Regions from separate parts of the Triticum aestivum genome. Here region 1 is linked to region 2. Evidence: chromatin contacts called from public Hi-C data. All regions are on one chromosome and are shown on one strand. The core of a region is the stretch at or near the end of the contact, and the rest is flanking DNA. Distances in the headings are between cores, read along the strand shown. Region 1 has its middle 4.6 kb from the start of LOC123186099. Region 2 holds the start of LOC123190445 (gamma-soluble NSF attachment protein).

Region 1 (6,352 bases), core at 1,422-3,921, 440 kb after region 2:
CCGCAGGCGGTGCGGGCGCGGCTGCCTTTGATCCCGACAAGACCCCAAAGCCAAGATGGAAGAGCGCCCTTCATGCCAGCCACCTTTGATAAAGTTGGCATGGACGACTCCTTCATGCAAGACCAGGTCGGCATGGGCAGCACCTTCCCGCTCGACCTCGAATTCCCAGAGGACTATGGCCTCGAGGAAGAGGATGAAGTGAGCATCGATGGGGAGCCTTTGTTCGAGCACAAGCTCGCCAACCAAGCCGGCGCAAACAAGAAGCGCAAAAGCAAGCAGACGAAGGCATACACGCAGCCGGAGGACAAACTCCTTTGTGAGTGTTGGAGGGACATTGGACAAGACCCCAAGGTCGGCGCCGAGAAAAAGGCATCTATCTTTTGGCTTCGTGTTTATCGTGAGTACCATGAATGCAAGAAGTTCGAGCCGTACCAAATGGAGAGCAAGCGCGGGTGGGTGTCGCTCTTGAAGTGATGGAGGGTGATACAACAAGAGTGGGACAAGTTTTGTGCAACCCTTCAGAGCATCCAAGCACGTCCTGTGAGCGGCCTCGGCCTCAAAGATATGGTATACATGCGCCACTTCGTATATGTTTATCGTTATGCTTGCATGCCCATTTGCTCATATGCTTGCATGCTATTCACTTGTAGGCATTCTAAGCTTTGGAGGCATTCAAGACCCCACATGACAGCAAGTCCTTCAACCTCACCCGTTGTTGGATGATCATCAACGGGGAGGAGAAGTTCAAGGCGCAATATACTGCTGCCAAAGCACGTGGGGGTGGAAACCGTCGAGGAGCATGGGGAGGGTGAGAAGCCACGACCGCGGGGGAAGACCAACTCCAAGAAGGAGGACAAGCGCGATGTGGCGTCGATTGCCTTGCATGCCACTTTGGAGGGCATGATGAAGAAGGACACAAGGGAGAAGAAGCGCCGACAAGACAATGAAGATCAAATGAACGCCTTCATGGTGATCCGAAGGAGGAGGCTTGAGCTCGATGCGAAGAAGCAAATCAAGATGCTCAAGATGAAGGCGGAGAAGCAAGTGAAGATGCTCGAGATCGAGACCACCAATGCCAAGACCAAAGGTAAAAAGAAATGGTGCTCGCTAGCATGATGACAAGGATGGAGATCATGAAGGTGGACTTGAACACGGTGTCACTGAGGAAGAGGCAATGGTTCGAGAAGATGCAAGTCGACATGCTCAAGTTCGATGACGAGTGATCTATGATAGAGAGCGTCATTCTTTTTTATGCCGGCAAGTGTACTGGCATGACCACAGCCGAGATGGCGTGGTCGAACTCCCGCCCTTTATATGTGCTGGCATGGCGCCGACATGAACTCTGGACGATGGCATGGCCGCTGACATGATCTATGGCCAGGAGCCTTTTAAAATTTGTATGTGGATATGAAATGTATCGGCACGTTGGACGCATTGCTGATCCAAATATAAAATGGAGCGGATAATCCGAACGAAAAAAGCGTGCGTCCGTTTGGCTCTGGTCGCGTTGCAGTTGCTCTTAGTCAATACAGTCACTGTATACTCACCCAGCTTCGTATTTTCTTTATGTTGACCGGTCAACTCTCCATCCACGCGGGTCCCATATGTCAGTGAATAGAAGAAAGAAAGAGAAGGATAAAACATTGCTCGAGTGGGGGATTCGAACGGGAGAGTTCCGGGTGAGGGATTCGAACGCACTAGCCACCTGAGCGCACAACGAATTCTGTCAATAAGTAGAGCTCTAGTCTACTGTAGATAGTGTTCTATTGGGCTAACTGTGAACGTTAAGGCACCTTTAGCCCACCCCTTAAAAGAGCTTAACTCTAGTGCAACCCTCGAAACGTTTAAGTTCTCAAGGAGTGAGGAGTAGTGTCGGCGGGCACGTTCATTTGCCTCCGATGGCCACCCGCAACCCTTCCAATCTCCGGTCACCAAATTCCGGCTAGATTTCGACAAGATTCTTGTGAAGTTTTTATCGGAAGGAATTGGAGGTCAGCACATGATGAAAATCACTGCAAGCTCAGTCATATACATGAAGACGGAACCAATCTATTTCTCTATGCAATTTCTGTGTGAGAATCTGAAACTATCTAGAAATTACTTGGACATACGGAGGTTCTATCGAGGATTGCATTATTGTTCCCGGAAGAGACTGTGGACATCCTCTTCTTTCCTTGAAGTGGTCATTGTTGCTAGTTGGAATATTTGAATACTTGAAAGCTCGAAGTCGAAGCTGAAATGTGTGTGTGTGTGTGTGTGTGTGTGTGTGTGTGTGTGTGTGTGTGTGTGTGTGTGTGTGTGTGTGTGTGTGTGTGTGTGTGTGTGTGTGTGTGTGTGTGTGTGTGTGTGTGTGTGTGTGTGTGTGTGTGTGTGTGTGTGTGAAACCGAGAAAACACATGGGGTAAAAGTGATGGCAGCGTGTTTTTCTTAACAAAAACCATGAGTACAGCACCCACTTGGAGATAAGCTTGGAAGGATTGATTGGGAGGGAGGGTGACACTGGAGTGTCCTCTTGACCAATCCGGACCATGTTGCATAGCCTAGCAATCGGCAGCACTCAAATCATGGCGCAGGTCAAAGTCATAAGAAAAACACCCGGCGTGGAGCCATGGAGGCCAGCAACTGGTCATGCTAGCTGCAAGCCCGCAAGTGCGCGAGGAAAATGACGGGCCGAGCGAGTGGCCTTTGTTCGGTTTCGAGCGACCCCATGCACATGCATGATTTCAACTGTGGGTGTGGGTGGCGACGGCTCCTGCAAGTTGCTGAGCACGGGAGCTGCAGCCGCGTTGGCAGTACACGGCGCCCGCCTTGTTGCGTGGAATCCGGAAATGGGTCTGGATACGTGTGAATGATCGGTGGGGGTGGTGCGACGAAAACCGGCGGCCACGGGGACGAGGTTGGTCATCATCCATCGGGTTGGCATCCGTTCCACCGTGTGCGCAACGGCAACGCACGGTTTCGGGCCTACACGTACGGCTCCATGGCGCGGTGCCGCGGAGGTCTTTTGTTACGGTGTATTTTGCTACTGGCTGTAGTGAGTAGTGTAGGCCACATTTCGCTGATGATTACGTGGTTGTAAGCCTCTGTTTGGAAATAGGGCATCTGTAATGTTGACCCACAAATTTGCTTCAACATTCGTTCGCCGATAGGTGGGACCAGTCCGCGAATACGGATGCGAAAGTCGGGCATGCAACGCTGCCCGTATACATTTCAACCACTATTTAAACTAAACGGTCAAAATTCATGCAAACACGGCGGATTTCATATAGATCGGACGAAATTCATTACATTTTAGATAATTTTTAACTAAACCATTCTCTAGACCTAATCTAAATGATTCTCGGCGCCCATTCCCCACGTCCGGCCGTGAGCCCCGAGAACTGAAGCTCCGGCTCTTGCCTTTGCCTTCTCGAGTTCTGCCTCGGCGCTCACCAGCTGCGCCTCTGCAACCCCGGGAAGTGAAGTTGTTCGCCTTCACGTTGCCGTCAAGCGGCTAATTGTCCGACGATGTTTAGCCCGCCAAGCTTCGCTTCAACGGGAGGGGAGTGGTGGCCTTCTTGGGATCCGAGCGGCAGTGACCTACCAAGCACTACTCTTCCACGCTGCTGGCGGCGCCTAGTGACGTGTCGGCTTCGTGGTCATGGCGGCGGGGCGCAGATGGGGCGTAACTGGCAATGTCCTCCTCGTCATCACTCTTGCCCCACACCTCATCTGTCGCCTCGTCGAACTCCCTGTAGGTGGCTTATAACTTCACCTGAAGTTGGCAGTACTACCGGCGATCGCGTCGGATCAAGCAGGCGGAGTGGTAGGACTCGAGCAACGCCTCCTGCTCAGCCCCTTCGCGGATCAGTGCTCCTCGAGGAGGCTGAGGTTGTAGTCCTGGTCGGCCTGCGCCTGTCGGAACTTGGCCTCCTGCTCCTCTCACAGCATGTCTGTGTATTGCGTACGGGCTCCCCGATGGTGAGATCGGCATGCACTGGCGAGGAGGGTGTCGCCGGCTCGTCCTCCATTGGGGCGGCGGCGGCCTCCGTCTGTCGGTCGGCCTGCTAGCCGGCAGCAATGGCGGTCATCTCCTTCTTCTGCTTCGATGAGAGGGTGTCCCAGAGGGCTTTGAAGTGCAAGGAGGCCATGGCGGGCGTGGTGCGGAGAGGAGACAAGAACAGGAGGAGGATGAATGTGGCTATGACCGGGGCTAGTGTTTATATAGTGGGCCGATGGCAATGGGATGTGGCGGTGTGGTTAATGGTGGGCGGCAGACGGACGGACGGGTGACGCCGGAGTAGGTTCCTCGGCAACCCCATATTGTTAGTGTAGGGCGACAGACGGACGGGGTGTCGCTTGAACATGGAGCAATCGCCTACACCTGGAAGTGGTGCGGGTAGCGTTCCCTCAGCCGGTGCGCAACTTCAATGCCGGCAGCAGTGAGAGGTCGCGTTCACTCTGGTCGGGTATGTATGCGGCACTGGCGCTCTGGAGCGGCGCTGGCTATTTCGGGCAGGAAGCGCGCCCGGGCCAGGGAGGGGGTTAATGGTGGGCCAGTGTAGTCAGAAGCAGATTTGGCAGTGGTCCGGACGCCCGCAAAGCCCCCCCCCCCCCTATTTGTCTCCGGTTTGTAGGAAAAAGTGCGTCTGGACCACCGAGGGGACCGATACAAAACTGTGTTGGATGACAAAACACGTCCGGACTGTGTGGTCCGGACGGTTGCGGGAGGTTTGAGGATCGGCATTGGAGATGCCCTTAGGATCGATGGGACATCGATGGGGTCAATGAGAGTTTAGAAGGTACTCCTACTCCTACTGTTGAGAACCAACCAATTGTTGATAGTTAGGAGGTCAATGGTACCCTTGACTTATCAGTGATAAAAAAACTAGGGTTTGACAAAAAAATTTGGAACCGCGGGTTTGACAATTTGGAGTCTCATAAAAACGAAATATTCTACAAGGGAAAACGATGTTCCCATTCATAACAAGGCACATTTGCTAACTTCATCAATCTCAAGACCCGACGGCTCTGTCTCTCGACTCTAGTTTCTTTTCTTTCTAAATCACAACTTCTCTAAATCACAAAATTCCAATAATATGAGTTATCTTGCAAAATTTGACTCATCGTACCTTGCAATTTCATCGGATTACACACACACACTTATTAGGGAACATATGTTGAGTAAAATCACAATTTTTTTGATTAATCTAATCTAGAAATAAATCATGAACATGGCATTGACGGTATTAATATTGTATACCTAGCCATGCAAGCTTGTACTACGCATACATCAGGTACATCTACGTAAACATCAAGCATAGTGACCACGGGAATAAATAGGAGAAGAGATAAACAAATTATACCCTCCAGTCGGCCGGGTCGTAGTCGCGGTGGCGACGTTGTCCTGGGCGGCATTCTTCTCGGATTCGCTGGACATGGCGATGTCGAGGAGAACGAGGATGTAGTCGAAGTAGCAGACAAAGGCGAACAATGGCGAGCAGTCGCGTCAGAGATGCTCTCCGAAAACCTAATCGTCCTTCTCACGACGTAGGATCTCAAAGGGCGGAGTTCCGAAGGCCTGCTCTCTCGTATAGTTGTGCACGCGGTGCCCGGGATGGGATCGCCGGAAGCAGCAGCAATGAGTGAAACGATGGTGGAGAGTTTGCGAGGAGATGGAGCAGATGTGATCTGATCTGGGTGATGGCTAGGGTTTTCAACGCCTCCAATATATATTCAGTCATGGAGGGAGACGTGGGTTGGAGACACACACCGGTCATCAACAACCCACAATCCGACATGTCAGATTCGTGGCCGTCCGTTAATGACTCAGAATTAATTAACCATTCCTGACCGGAAAAAAATAAGCACACACGTGACATAGGTGTGAGCTTGGCTCGACCATGACACACACTTGGGGGCGAGGCGTGGCAGAGGATGGAGGTGCGTACGGAGATCACTCATCTTCTCAAGCTTCAATAACATGTGAAAGAGAAACACTTATAAAGAGGTCTCAACTCACCTCCACTAATGAGGATTCTTTTAGTGGTTCCTCCACTTGTGAGGTGCGACTGCCCAATGGCCGATTCTCCCATAATCTTGAGAATCAAACCTTTCCCAAGCTTTTCCTAGAATCTTGAACCAATAATTTTTTGACAATTCTAGCTAGTTAGGACGTAAACAACTATGATTGTTAAAAAATACAGGTTTAAGATTCTGAGAGAAGCTAGGTGAAGATTTGATTCTCAAGATTTTAAGAGAATCGGCCAAAAAAATTAGGCGAACCCATCTATATTTCGACAACATACATAACAGGAAGCATGATTACTAGTTAATTCATCTCGTAAAAATCACAACAATAAGAAGCATGTCG
Region 2 (6,292 bases), core at 2,497-4,996:
ACGCTTGATTTCTTCAGCATCACCTTCCTCATAAGCAGACAACAGTTTCATTGCACATCGATTCTGGTCACTATTCAGGAAGCCTTGAACCCTGCAACACAGAAAAGGAGGAAAGGAAAGTGATTTAATACAACCAACATAACACAAAATATGTTACATGCCAAGGCAATACCAGTCTATCACCAACGCATAACTTACTCTGAGCAATCATTGTAGCATTTCTGAGCTTGTTGAAAATCATGTGCATAAAGGTAGATAATGATTGCACTCAGATAGGCCTGCACACATGGAACAACTCTGGATTAACACTTCTTTTTTTCAAAATCGTGATACCTCTTAACTGAACAAGACAGAATGAATATAGTTTCATTTTGCACATCAGTGTTTTATAAGGGATAAACTTCCAAGACCAGCTAGCATGCCATTATCTGTTAAGAAACTTTTCAGTTTTCACCGCATAATCTTTCTCGCTGCAAGAATTATCTTGCCGAAAGAAGGAAAAAAAACAAAGTTTCAGAATGTACACTATTCAGCAAACACATTTTGGTGAATACCAAGGTTTCCCTCAGAAACCTTGCAAAGTACAAATTTCTGAATAGCTAAGCACATTTTGTGTAAATATTACCTTGCATTGGCTGTTGACGGCATTGCACTTATCAGCAGCTGAACCAAGTCTTAAATGGAATGCAGCGGCATCCGAGTACCTGTCAGACATGGCCAAATATGAAATGACACATAAATCAGTACATAAACACGATTGCTAAGAATGCCAAGTGATGTATATATGCATAAATGTCAGAAAAAGATCAAGGACAACGTGTGAACTGAAGAATCCAACGATAAATAAGGATGCCACTAAAACTTCAAGAACATTTTAATCCACAAGTACATTCAGCAAACAGAACCATCAAAAGGTATGAGTGCAATAAGCTCTAATAATTCTAAGCAGAGCAATTATTCAGGGAAGGAGAAAAAAAAAGACCAAAACAAATAGGCAGGCACATACAGAAAAAAGGGCCTCCTGTGAATTTACTGAATAAAGGCGTGCAAGAAGGGAGCTGGGTTTGTCCCAAAAAAAGAGACTCAATCAAAACATACACAAATCCCAGAATAAGGATGTAAAAGCTCGTGGAATATAGCATCAACCAGTTTGGATTATTTTAGTAAACAAATGTAAGCCCTTGCCGATTTCCATAGTCTCTGCCTGCTTCTTTATGTTTGATGAACCAAACAGTATTCTTAGTTAAAGCAAAAATTGCAAGGATAGACCAAAAGACTGGGAATTAATCCCCAAGTACCGGAAAGAACAACTGTAGGAACCGAAATTGGTAAAGATACCACCTATCATTGCCCACCATTTGGTGTGTGTGTAGCTTACTCCAATTCTGTCGGTGTTTACTGGGGAGTGCTTATTCAAGTAGATATTGTATTACTCCCCTAGTGTTGCTCTCAAAGTTTTGGGATCGAGACTCCTTTTCTATCCTAAAATGTGCTTGCTCCAAAAGTAACAGCAAAGAACATAAGAGTAAATGAATTCAAGAAAATCATGCATGACACATGGCATGCCATGGATTTGTAGAAAGACATGCAAAAATGTAGTGTAATTGGCATGCACAAGCTGATCTGTGCAATCTTACTTCTCAAGCTTCACATATAAACTTGCAGCAGCACGGTACAAGTCAAAAGCCATCTGCTCCTTTCCATCTTCTTCTAGAAGTGTGCAAGCGTCATCATACAATTTAGTTGCTTCTTCTGGAGCTTTATCTTCCAAGGCACTGATATTATAATGATTAGACACATGAGCCTCGGAACGAATGATGATCGGATTGCTTTTGAATTACCTGGCACCCTTTGCAAGAGCATCAGAGGCAGGTTGCGATCTTCCACATTCACGGTAAAATTCTGATGCTCTGCGATAAAAGTCCGAAACTTCATTCCAGAGTCCAAGCTCCTTTGCTAAAGCACCAGCATTTTCCATATGCTTAGCAGCATCCCACGGTCTAGGGAATTAGTCAAGGGTAAAATAGGTGATTGTTCAACGATGTGACAGCACAACAGACATAGATAAATTCCTGAAGGATACGATGAGATCATTTCTTGTCCTTTTGAAGCCTTCTCAAATGCATCCTTTGCTTTCTCATTGTCCTTTCTGAATCTATAAGCAATTGCTTTAAAGTGGAGATGAAATTTCATTACATACAACGCAGCGTACCAAACAGTGAAAGAGAATATACGAATATGGCGACAGCATACAAAGTCACTGACCAGCTTGTTCGTACAAGGCGGTAGCACTCTTCCAATCAGCATTCCATCTTGTGAAGCTCAGTTTTGTTCTGCAAAAGAATATATTAGAAAAAAGATTGTTCATATTCATTTAGCACATTAATGGATGCAAAAGGAATTTCTTTAAATGAAATTGATTTGATACAGTAACATCAGTAAAAATACAAAAATCAGCATACTTAGCAAACACTCACGCGCTAAAACAAACAGGTGGCAATGTAAACATATCGTCTAATAAGTATCTGAAATTAGGCAATTGGGAAGAAAAAAAACTTATGAAAACTATGTTGCGAAGAGAGTATCAGTCAGTTTTAAATAAACTGGTGAGCTTTTGAGAAACTACGATGAACAAGAGGTTCACTTTTATGCAAGGCAATGTGCACTTGTTCCCCGCAAAAAGAAGTGCTGTTGTTCTCATCTACTATCACAATCGAAGTGGAGAATAGCCCAAGTAAAATTTCTGAATGTGCCACACTAGTTAGTGCAGTGGATTTGGCACCACAAATTCTCCAACAGCCAAATGTGCTAACATGCCCAACAAGCTACACCGCTGAAAGCATAACCGCAGTAAGAAGCAACACAGACTGACACAAGAATTGGTACGCCTACACTCATGCCTGCTTCCGCTGGTGTTTCAATGGCTAATGGGATATGAACATATATGATCAGGGAGACAGAGTCTACTCGTGTTTCCCTAGGAGCGCAGATCGGATGTAAACAAAACTGCAGCAAAACAAAGAGCCAGCGTGCAGCCTAATCGCATTGCTTGATCTTTTTCCTGCAAGTTTATTGCGCCTGCTCCAAGCTAATGATCCCTTTCAGGCAGGAATGGCTAGGAAATCCCCTAGCATTTGGGGCAAGCAGTCTGAATCCTACTACCCCAAAGCTTACCTCCACCAACCACTTGGAGGTCACCAAGATCCTAAAATCAGCGCCACATATTTTCATTAAAAAAAATCGCTAGCTCCGCGTCACCTAAGATCAGGCACAGATCCAGGACGCTCCAATCCACGATCGGGAAAGAAAAACTCTACTGTAGAAAACTCTAATTCGAGAGCGGCACCTCGACTAGTCCGCCCTCTGGGCCGCGATCAGACGGCGCGCGCATCGGAAGGAGCAAGGGGAATCCCGGTGTGGGGGAGGGGGGAAGAGATAAAGGAGAGGGGGGAGGGGACTTGCAGTTTGTCGGCCTTGGCCATGAGCTTCTCCGGGTCGGCAGACGAGCTGGCCATGGCGGAGAGAGACCACCGTCTCCTTCTTCTTCTCCGCTGCTGCTCCTCGCAGATTCTCTAGGGTCGACGACGGCTGGGCTGGGTTGAGTTGGGGTTGAGTTGAGCTGCCGAGCTGCCGTTCGGAGGGAGGAAGGGATCCGGTTCCTCTCTGAGATCCGTGCAGCGTCAGTTCATCCCGTCGCTGTGACAGACCGGACGTCGAACAGCTGGAAAAAAAAATCAATGAAGTCGAAGCCGTGTGACCGGGGGCCCAATCCTTGTAATGAGGCCGACTCAGTGGAAAGCAGAAACGATACGTTTTGTCGTCATGGCCCAACAACCCAGGGTCCTAACCAACGGCCCGGAGTTCAAGTGAAGTTGGATTTGGTTCGCATTTTACAGTTACAAAGTTGGATTTATACTAGTACAAATGCCCGTGCGTTGCATCGGACGAAATATTAAGTATAAATTGCTCCACATGCTATTATGCAACATTTTTTAATATAATTTTTGCAAATGTCAGCAATAAGGTCAATGTAACCTTTGAGTGTAGCAATTATGATCTCGACGCACCGCGATCTAGCAGTGTCCTTGCAACAGGACTGTAATGAACGAAATTGCTATCTTTCCTTAAAAAACAGAAATAAGGCAACCTACAAAAAGTAAGGCTCGACAATGTTTTTATTTGTGGTGACGACTGACCCTGTTTGTACTTCCTAGGTTGCGACACCAAGACAGCCCGATACAAATTATGGAATGCTGCTAGTAATTACGGATATTTTTTCAAACAGAGATTCTGTCGATTGTCATCACTGACCACACGTAGCTGAGTGCCTGAGTCAAAGAATAAAAGAACGTCTCAAACCAAGCAATATCAAAATGTCCGTTCATGCCCATGTAGCCACATCACACAACAACAAAAATTCATCCGAATAAAGCTCAGCAAGAAAGGGGCAAACATGGAAACATGAAACGAAAGTACATGACTATAGAATCTATCAAAGAAAAGAAAATACAGCCCTGATGGGGAAACCAGTTCATACTGTTGCACTCCAAAAAACTATTGAAGAAAACACAGAAGGTCATCTATAGCCTCTAGCAAACTTTTGAAGATAAATCAGACTAAAGATTATCGCTTAGACTCTATCCAAACTGGAGATAAAAAGATGTAGTGAACAGTAAGGAAATTATATGGTGTGTGAGATTAGACATGCCTAACTTTAAGCTTAAATTAGAATTCATGCATGCGAAATAATATCTCTGTGCAACATGCACGTACTATTTCTGATACCATGCTCTAACGTGTAAAGTATTAAATTAGCAATGGACAATGCCTACACATGTATTGGTTAGGGGGCATCACGGATTGGATGGAGGTCTACAATAGTACCTTGCTTTGAAGTGTATTTGCTAGGATTTGGATTTGGATAGGTACAAGATCAAGGAGGTCCTTACAGGGGCAGTGGAAAGGTGGGTGAATACCTGCGCAGGGCCGCAGGGCCGAGCTGGGTAGCCAGCATGGTGAGTGGAGTGAGGCCAGAGCAGCGTGCCCTCCGGGATCCGGATCCTCTCCTCCGACTTAACCTCTTCATGAAAGAAAGAAAGAAAGAAAATACCTTGAACCCAAAGAAGTTGAGTATGTACGGCAAGATAGCAACCCCTGAGAAGATACAAAACCTCGCCCAATCTCCTGCCAACCAGACGTACAAACAGAGTACACGGGACCAGCATACACATACACTCTTCATAGCATAATAAAACAGAAGTACCAAACCATTCCAAGAAAATCTTGTAGTACAGTCTATCAGGACACAACATATACATGCATGTACACCATGATCCATGATCGTCACTGAAAACAGGCCACTCCGGCTGGCAAAGAAGTGGCAGCAAAGCGCACACTTGTCCACGTCAGGTTTCTATACTTAACATGTAGACCTCATAGTCATTCACTTATCCTCAAGATACGGTCTCTTGCGATCGTCATCTGCGCCTCCAGAGTAGCTATTTTGCTGATAGGAGAGCCCCTGTCATTTAGAGTAGGACGCAAGAAGACATCTACCTCTGTCACGATATCTTTTTCTTCGTCGTCATTCACCGGAGCTTGGCCGAAAGACTGCAGTGCAGCGATGAGGACAGAGGAAGCTTCTTCTGTGTCCAAGGGATCATCATCTTCAGTTTCTGACTCATCCTGTGACAAAGAGGGATTTCAGTGCAAGCAAGAAATTGAAGTGTATGTATAGACAAAAAAAACTGTGCAGGGCTACAGATTCTGATGATACAACATCAATTTACTTAAGCTCTTACACGGGCAGTGAAGGTCAAGGTGAACCTAAGGAAATATCATAGTCAGCAAAAAAAAGTTGAAAGAAGACGATCAAATTAAAACCATGTAACTAAATACATAGAAGAATCTTCTTATAAATAAATCAGGCAACCAATATTTTGTCTGATATTCAAAGAGCTATGTTTGATTGACTCTTCTATATTATACGATGCTCTATGGCAACAGATAAATGAGAGCCAAAAGAGTATTATTAAAATTGAATGCATGCCTTATATATACCAAGGGTCATTCTTGAGAAAATTTGTGGCTCATGCCTCTTGACATTTAGAAGAAAATGTTGGATAATATGTAGGTGCTAGCACTTTGCAGAAGGTACAAACCTTACAGGTTCACTCAAGCAAATACCACAAATCATATTTTCGCACAGTAATGGTTCACAGAATTACAGAGAAATTGAGAGAGAGAGAGAGAGAGAGAGAGAGAGAGAGAGAGTGGTTCACAGAATTACAGA

The links. Hi-C and Micro-C count contacts between places; a contact is called where the count stands out from the background.
Region 1: a Hi-C map of leaf shows a contact between it and region 2, with 7 times the contacts expected there. The contact joins the enhancer-like site here to the promoter of LOC123190445 in region 2. A contact is called at or near these places in 2 of 5 Hi-C or Micro-C datasets (both in leaf).

What each region holds. Positions count from the first base shown.
Region 1 is chr2A:711,497,405-711,503,756 of IWGSC CS RefSeq v2.1, forward strand. No RefSeq gene overlaps it. Among protein-coding and RNA genes, the nearest start is that of LOC123186099, 4.6 kb to the left of the region's middle. Within about 2 kb of position 2,672, at least 2 of the 8 cell types and tissues checked have an H3K27ac peak or open chromatin away from gene starts, as enhancers often do. A contact at or near this core is called in leaf, where this site is marked.
Region 2 is chr2A:711,060,226-711,066,517 of IWGSC CS RefSeq v2.1, forward strand. LOC123190445 (gamma-soluble NSF attachment protein) reads right to left here and starts at 3,747. Exons shown (of 9, transcript XM_044603089.1): 1 at 3,463-3,747; 2 at 2,266-2,333; 3 at 2,084-2,168; 4 at 1,842-2,000; 5 at 1,638-1,775; 6 at 626-704; 7 at 199-278; 8 at 1-91. The coding sequence starts at 3,515. LOC123190447 (a long non-coding RNA gene) reads right to left here. Exons shown (of 7, transcript XR_006496350.1): 7 at 5,225-5,685.